2 separate regions of the Capra hircus genome follow, and region 1 is linked to region 2. The links are chromatin contacts, called in public Hi-C maps. All regions are on one chromosome and are shown on one strand. Each heading gives the region's core, a stretch centred on a gene start, on an enhancer-like site or on the middle of the called end of the contact. The rest is flanking DNA. Distances are from core to core; before and after follow the strand shown.

Evidence for each region. A called contact is a pair of places that touch in the nucleus more often than the background predicts.
Region 1: a Hi-C map of blood shows a contact between it and region 2, with 4 times the contacts expected there. The contact joins the enhancer-like site here to the promoter of WDR81 in region 2. A contact is called at or near these places in 2 of 5 Hi-C or Micro-C datasets (both in blood).

What each region holds. Positions count from the first base shown.
Region 1 is chr19:22,714,225-22,718,236 of ARS1.2, reverse strand. It overlaps RPA1 (replication protein A 70 kDa DNA-binding subunit), which reads right to left. Exons shown (of 17, transcript XM_018064402.1): 5 at 3,308-3,396. Among named protein-coding and RNA genes, the nearest start is that of RPA1, 20 kb to the right of the region's middle. Within about 2 kb of position 1,451, at least 1 of the 5 cell types and tissues checked has an H3K27ac peak or open chromatin away from gene starts, as enhancers often do.
Region 2 is chr19:22,614,504-22,618,728 of ARS1.2, reverse strand. It overlaps WDR81 (WD repeat-containing protein 81), which reads right to left and starts at 1,615. Exons shown (of 10, transcript XM_018064399.1): 1 at 1-1,615. The coding sequence starts at 1,356.

The DNA.
Region 1 (4,012 bases), core at 202-2,701, 100 kb before region 2:
TCAGAGATGAAGGACTAATTCTATTTTTTAAAAAAGATATCTTAAAAATTGAGAAGAAAAGGATAAACGAAAAATGGACAACACAACAGTTCGGAGAATAAAAAGCCCTTAATTAAACATTTAAAAGGATGCTCATATTGCTCACAATACAAATTAAGCACTACACTGAGATCTGAGTTTTCATCTATCAGATTGATTTAAAATAAAAATCAAAAGATTAACAACATACTCTGTTGGCATAGCTGTGAAGAAACAAGTATTTTCACATATTGTTGGTGGGAATGCAAAATGATACTATCCTATGAAGGGAACGCAAGCATATCTACCTACCACAAAGGCATTTATCCATGGATCCAACAATCTCACCTTTAACAACCAAAACCCCTCTGCCCATAAACCTGCGTATGTATAAGGTTATCTGCTGCAGCACTGTCTTAATAGCCAGAGTATGGAAACACCCAACTGCCCATCAATAAAAGGCTGGTTAAACTATGGAATAGTCATACAACACAATATGCTATACTGTTAACAAATGAATAAGTAAAAATGAGGAAGATCTTTAATATATATGAAAATATCTCTAAGCTAAAATTAAAAAACAAAAACAGGACTGAAAAAAGACAGACAACATAGTGCACACGGCTGTCTAGCTGTTCAGTGTTGTTTTTCTAAAATCCTACCTTTGGTGTAAGCAAAGTGGATTATGAGTGAAAATACGTAATTTATGCACTTGATTATATTTTCATTAAGAAATCCCTTGAAGGACAAAAAGAAACCACTGAAACTGGTTACCTACAGAGGGCAGCAGTGAGTACGAACAAGTCAAGAGAAGGCAGGGGCAGGAGTAAGATTTCTCTCTATTTAATTTTAGAGTTTTGCCTTCTGAAAGATGTAACTGTATTATCTACTCAAAATTTAAAACAAAAATTACTGTTTATTTTAAAAAAAATATGTCTATCTTAACATTTCAACTTTGAAAAGTATACAAGTTTTAATGGACAAATACGTGAACACAAAGCAGAGAAACAGCTCTAAGATTTGAAATAAACTGCCCCTGGATAGGAGCCAGAGGACAAAGAAGAACTGGGCAGGGAAATGTTTTTTTGGTTTTGCTTCAAAGAACACACTCGCAAAACTATTTGACTTTTAAAACTATGTACAAGACATGACAGAATAACAGAGACCAAGATGACCCTCCCACCAAAAATAACCAAAAGGAAGGCAAAATATTCATGAGACAAATGATTCTCAGGATACAGGACATTAAGCAACAAAGGACAGTAATTCTGAGACAGAGGAAACAAACAAGGCGAGTGTGACTGCACCAGAGTACTGGAAGCCCTGAGGGTTTCCAGGCTGTGGCACAGGAAGTGGGCATGGAGCAACCCCTGAGTTAAGGAGATGGAATTGAGCATGTGGGGAATAAAGACATGGGGGTTCTCAGGACAAAGCACCAGAGAAGACAGCTGCACGGAGAAAGGCCTCCAGAGATGATGGAAGGTTCCCCTCGAGGAGTCGGCAGAGTACTGGTTGGCTGATCTCTGTGTGGAAACTATCGGAAGCCAGGGAAAGAAAGAACCATCTGAGAAGGCCTCGGGGATCAGTGTCCAGTGCTTACAACAAGCTAGAAACAGCACCTGTACCTAACAGCCAGAATGGAAAACTTCACATTCACGGGGCACTGAGTAGGATACTGATGGGTCTTGCCTCTGTACTATGAATAAATGCCCAGAATAAATGCCATTCTCTGATCCCATCTAACAAATTTTAAAAGCAACATCCCAAAAGATAAAACTGTTTCCAAATAATTTAACTGTATCCCCGAAAAAAATTCAAGAATACAAGTTTCCAGCACCCAACGGTACGAATCACAATGCCTGAATTCATTCCAAGATTACCAAGCACACAAAGCAGAAAAATATTCTTAATAAGGGAAAAAAAATTGACTGATTAAAATAGACCAAGAACTGATACTGATGCTATTAAAAAGCAGAGACATCATTTTGCCAACAAAGGTCTGTATAGTCAAAGCTATGGTTTTTCCAGTAGTCATGCACAGGTGTGAGTCGGACCATAAAGAAGGCTGAGAGTCAAAGAATTGATGCTTTCGAGAGGATTCTTGAGAGTCCCTGAACAGCAAGGAGATCAAACCAGTCAATCCTAAAGGAAATCAACCCTGAATATTGAACTTTGGCTACTTGATGCAAAGAGCCAGCTCATTGGAAAAGACCCTGAAGCTGGGAAAGATTGAAGGCAGGAGAAGGGGATGACCAAGGATGAGATGATTGGATGGCAACACTGATTCAACGGACATGAGTTTGAGTAAACTCCCAGAGATAGTGAAGGACAGGGAAGCCTGTCACGGGGTCACAAAGAGTCAGATACAACTGAGCGACTGAACAACAAAGTTAAGTCAACTGTTTCTCTGAGTTCTGGAAGCCACTGTAACAAATTAATATAATTGAGGGCTTCCCTGGTGGCTCAGTGGTAAAGAATCTGCCTGCCAATACAGGAGACGTGGGTTCAATCCCTGATCAGGGACAATCCCACAAGCTGTGGAGCAATCAAGCCCATGTGCTGCAACTACTGAGCCGATGCACCACAACTACCGAAGCCCACAAGCCCTAGAGCCCGCGCTCCACAAGAGAAGCCACTGCAAGGAGAAGCCAAGCACCGCAGCTAGAGAGCAGCCTCCGCTAGCTGCGATCGGGGAAAGCCCATGCTCAGCAGCGAAGACTCAGCAGTGCCAAAAATACACAAACCAAAATTTTCAAAATCAATCTAATTGAATCAGAAGAGGGAACTGGAGGAGTCTAGGATTTACAGCCAGCTGGTCAGAACCACAGATAACAAACAGGACTTTCAACTGAAGGGAGCAGTGGTGGGGGGTGGGGTCAGGGGCGGGGATAAGGCAGTCTGCTGGGCCTGAGCCCTTACCCTGGGAGATCTGGTGCCAACTCCAGGTACCCAGTGTCAGAATTAAACTGAACTGTAGGAGACCCAGCTGGTGGCCATAGAGAACTGGAGCATGGCTTCATAGGGAGGAAAAAACCCACACATCTGGTCACAGCCAGAAATATGTATGATTGTTGCGTGCAGAGAAAAACAGAGGAGAGGTTCTTCCTTTACAGAGTCCTACCATCATTTTTTCAGTATTAAAAAAAAAATCTGAAAGAGTAACCTGTTACTCTTTCCTAGAGTAAGACCCCCCCTTAGATGAACAAATGAAACTACAGCAAAAGGAAGCATTCCAGATCTATTAAGAGGTATTCAGCTGAGTGCTACGACCTATAAAAAAACATTTTACCTTCATTATAAGGTACCGGATTGCCAATCTTTGATCCAACTGCTTCAGCTGATTTCAAAACTTCTACCTCCATCAAAATAACCACTCTCCTACAAAGGCAAAGGAACAGAAACATGTTAGAAAAAATAAATTCAGAAGCCCTTAAAATGACAAGCTACTTTAAAAGCCTTCCCCCAATAATCACTGTGATAAAAACTATTTCCCTTTGTCAACTGTTTTTCATTACTGAATAACTTGAGAACTATATGGTATCAATTCTTACATAAATATTTCCCTTAATCTTTCACTGCATCATTATCAAGCCCTTTTATGATTGCAGGGTTCTCGTTTCCCATTTAGTTCCTTAATTAAAATGCAGTGTCCTTACTACATACCGTATTTTCAAGGAGCAAATGACATGATAAGAATTTAGATTACTAAACCCGACAATATGTGGCATAACAAGAGATGATCTGTTTTTAGAAACATATACTTTTCTGAACAACTGCCCTTTCCCTGTGAAAACCAATATGACCATAGATTTTTTTTTTACTCTTTTTTTAAGGTGGTTTTGTGTTTTTTTAGTATTTTAAAGTCTTTATTGCATTTGTTACAATGTCACATCTGTTTTTTGTTTTGGTTCTTTGGCCACAAGCCATGTGGGATCTTGGTTCCCCAAGCAGGGATTGAACCTGCACCCCTTGCACCAGAAGGCAAAGTCTTAAC
Region 2 (4,225 bases), core at 366-2,865:
GTACACGTAGTAGGTGATGTCAGAAAGCACGTCGGAGATGTGGTGAGGGACGTGAGGTGGCTCCCCGCCGCCTGCGCCTCCTGCCACAAACGCCTGCCGGGTCATCTCATATGTGAAGTCCAGCTGCTTATCCCCCTTGTTGAGGCGGAACTTGGACTTGCGCAGGTCTCGGAAGCGCCCACGAGGCACGGTGAAGTCAACCACCCAGGGCAGCACCGGATGGTAGTTGGGGTCCCCCTGCCGCCGACCCGCCAACCGATTCAGTTGCATGAGGTAGTGGAAGTTGCTGATGCGGCCGTGGACCCAGTCTAGCACAAGGCCCCTGAGCTCCTCCTGGCACGTGGGACACCCAGGTCCCCGTCTTCCCTCCTCGCCAGGCTCGACACCTGCCCTGTTTCTTGCTTCCTGGGTCTCCTCATCCCCCGCCTCCTCGGGCCTCTCATAAGCACTCAGGTCCAGGCGGAGCTCGCTGCAAAGTTTCTCATCCACGGCAATGTGGTGCAAAGACAGGGCCCCGCAGGCCAGTCCCTGCTGGTGACAGGCATCCATGGCCCTCAGCACACGGAAGAGAATGAAGAGCACCTTGGCTTGGCTGTTGGTCAGCTTGGCGGGGCTGAAGGTGACCACATCGTGCAGGGAGAACTGCACATACGGGTGCACCACGTAGAGCATCTCCGGGGACTCCAACAGAGCTTCGGCTCTCAGAAGACTGGGAGAGGCAGGGCAGCCCCGAGGGGCACAGGGGCCTTCTCTGGCATATGAGGGGCACTGCGCAGCTTCGCCCAGTGGCAGGAAAGGGCAACCATAGACCCTCTGCAGAGCCTGTCGCACTGAATCCAGGGCAGGGACAGCTGCGGGGGCAGGGCTATGACTGTAGGGCTGCCCGTAAGTGTGATACGCGTGGCGCCACAGGTTGCGATAATTCTGGGCAGCCACATCCTGCATGAAGCGAGTGAGGGTCTCCGGGGTGCCGGATCCCTCCTCAAAAGCCAGGCCGCCCAGCGGGTAGGAGAGCCTTCGTTTCCGCAGCCCGTGCACCTCGACTCTAGTCCAGCCGGCAGGCAGCCTCTGCACGGAGCGTTGCAAGAGAGTCCTGACTTCCGCTTCGCTCAGGCCTTCGGCGCGCGGACAGGGTCCCGGGGGCAGCCTGCGCTCGCGGAGGCTGGCCAGCCAGCGCGCGGGCACTAGAGCCACCACGTGTGCGCCCCCCGGGGCCGGAGCCAGCTGCCGGGCATCGATGCTCAGGTCCCTCTCCACGCTCCGGAGCAGCTCCTCCATGTCGGGGCTCGGGGGCGGTGACCAGCCCTCCGCCTTGGCGGTAAGCGCGACTTCCCGCCCCCTGCTCCCCAGGGCCATCCCCTCTTGGCCGCCTGGGGGCAGCGCGGGGCAGAGCCCTGCCACAGCCCCCCTCGCCTCGGCTTACCGGATGCCAGGTGGGTAGGGGTAAGCGAGGGACGGGGGCTGGGGCGGAGGAGGCGGGGATGGGCCGGGGATAGAGGCGGGCCGTGGGGGCGCTCTTACCCCTCCGCAGGGTGCTGCGCTCCAGGCGCGGCCGGGCGGGGGCTGAGGGGCGCCAGCGCCAGGCTCCACCGCCAGGCTCCACCGTGACGGGTCAGCTGACGCTGCTCACGTGATCGCCCGGTACGGAAACAACCGCACGTGGCTCGACTGAACCCGGGAACCCCGCCTCCTCTAGGCCGCGCCACCGCCCGCCGGCCTCTCCTTACCCGCACCCTGCTAGGCCTGGTGGCAGCTTCGCTTCCTCCCGGGCTGAATCGGGCAGGGGTGGGGGCTATGAGCGGCCCACGAGACTTCCCTTTCCCTCCTTACTTCCTCCTTCAAGCGCTGAGACGCGGACCTATGGAGGGTTTCCCTTAGAGAGGGCAGCCTCAGGTGATCACCCCCGCCGCCGCCGCCTCAACCACCTCGCTCTGGTTTTACCGATAAGAATCCTGAACCAGAGCTGGGACTTTTCACATTAAGTCCCTTCACCGCCTCCAAGCTGCCTTCCAAAAGAAAGAGCTTTTAGTTTTCCAAAGTTTCAGCAGTAACATTCCATTTGGCCCTGGCAACTCTCAGTGATTTAGGAAGGGCGGTTATTATTGTTCATATTTTACAGGTAAAAAACCAAGAACCTCCGAAGAGGCTTGTCCAAGTGGCAGCATGGAAACTCACCAAACTGGGGCACAGATCTGCTCTGGAGTCCTCCCCACTGACAGCTCTTTTAAGGCTTTTTTTTTTTTTTTTAATAATAAAAATTCTGGGCAATCTTGGGCAGAGAAGTTGAAGGCGGAAAAGCCAGGATGGAAATGTTCCCCCAAGACTTCCTGTTGAAGATCTGTCTCTGCAGTATGACAGAGCCTGCCTGCTGTTGTCAGAGCCTGCCTGCTGTTGTCAGAGCCTTGCAGATGCCATGGTGGCTGGGGGGAAGGTGCAACACGGCAGGGAGCAGAAACCAGCGAGCTGGCGCCAGAACTACAGGACTCCTTCAAGACGTCTTGGTTCTGACTCATTTGTGGGATTGACAGGCCATTGTCTTCAGCGAGACACCAGTATCTATTTTTCCAGTCCCACTTCTAGAAGGAGAGTTTGCCTCATGTAGGAGTCTGGTGTGGAGGTGTGGGAGCTCCATAAAGACACTTAAGAAAAAAAATAAAGTCCTAATTAGAGAGGAACAGGAATGGCTCAGCCATAATTTGATTTCATCTGTATCCTTCTTGAAAAAGGCAGCTAGAACTGCTGATGTGCTTGGTCACATGACCTTGAGCGATAATAACTTAACAGCCACCACTTACAGAGCACTGATCAGGAGCCAGGCATCTTGCTAAGCAGTTTGCATACTTTAAATTCTTACCACAACCCTTTTTAAGAGGATAGTTTTAGATCCGTTTTAGGATGAGGAAGCTGACTAAGTAATTTGCTTAGGTCCCATAGCTAGGAAGTGGTAGAACCAGGATTCAAATCTAGGCCTGGCTCATTCTAAAACCAATGTTCTTTGTACTCCTTGGCCAAGTACTATTTTGTTTTTAATTAAAAAAAAAAAAAATTGGCCATGCCCTGTGGCATGTGGGATCTCAGTTCCCCAACCAGGGATGGAACCTGTGCTCCCTGCAGTAGGAGAGAGTTAACCACTAGATCTCCAGAGAAATCCCTTGTTTTGTTTTTTAAATTTTATTGGAATATAGTTGACTTGCAGTGTTGTGTTAGTTTCAAGTGTACAGCAAAGTGATTCAGTTATATATATACATATATTTATTCTTTTTCAGATACTTTTCATATGTTATTACAGAATACTGAGTACAGTTCCATGTGCTGTATGGTAGGTCTCTGTTTGTTATCTGTTTCTTATATAGTAGTGTGTGTGTTTTAATCCCAAGCTCCTAATTTGTCCCTCCCCCACTGTTTTCCCTTTGGTAACCATCGTGCCGTATTTTTTTTTTTTCACCTGGGAAATTATGTGTTCTTAACAATCTTGTATCCCTAACATTGGTCTAAGTACCTAAGACCAGAGGAGGGTCTGGAGGTAGTGCCTGCTTCTTGTGTGCTGCGTGCTAAGTTGCTTCAGTTGTGTCCAGCTCTTGGTTACCCTGTGGACTGTAGCACTCCAGGCTCCTCTGTCCACGAGATTCTGCAGGCAAGAATACCGGAGTGAGTAGCCACTCCCTTTTCCAGGGGATCTTCCTAACCCAGGGATCGAACCCACGTCTCTTATGACTCCTGCATTGACAGGCGGGTTCTTTACCACTAATGCACCTGAGCCTGCTTCTTAGTACCAACAAAATTTTGCAGTCTTTGCTCTGGTTTCAGTTTATCTAGACTAAGGAGGCATTCCTTTTTCTTTCTGCAAGTTTGTGTGTGCCCTGCCCTCTAGTGGTTTTAGCTTGTAATGCACCAATGACCTTGAGTGTAACTAACCTTATCTCTTAAGAGTTCTTTCCATCCCTTATATTGAGATGTCTTTGCAATACTGGGCACTGGTGTTCTAAATTCTGGGGTAATGACACCTTCCCCAATTCAAACCCTAAGACCGTGGTTTTTCAAACGTTATGATGTACTTCTGATTGAGACCTCTGGAATCTGAATTTTTAACAAGCACTAAGTATTTCTGATGCAGGCAAACTGCAGGCCACATTTTGAAGTACAGTGTCCTGTAATAACTCTGTTTCCAAATGCTGCCTGAATCTCAGCCCAAGCACCCTTGGGCTTCGGGGGATCTGGCACCAAG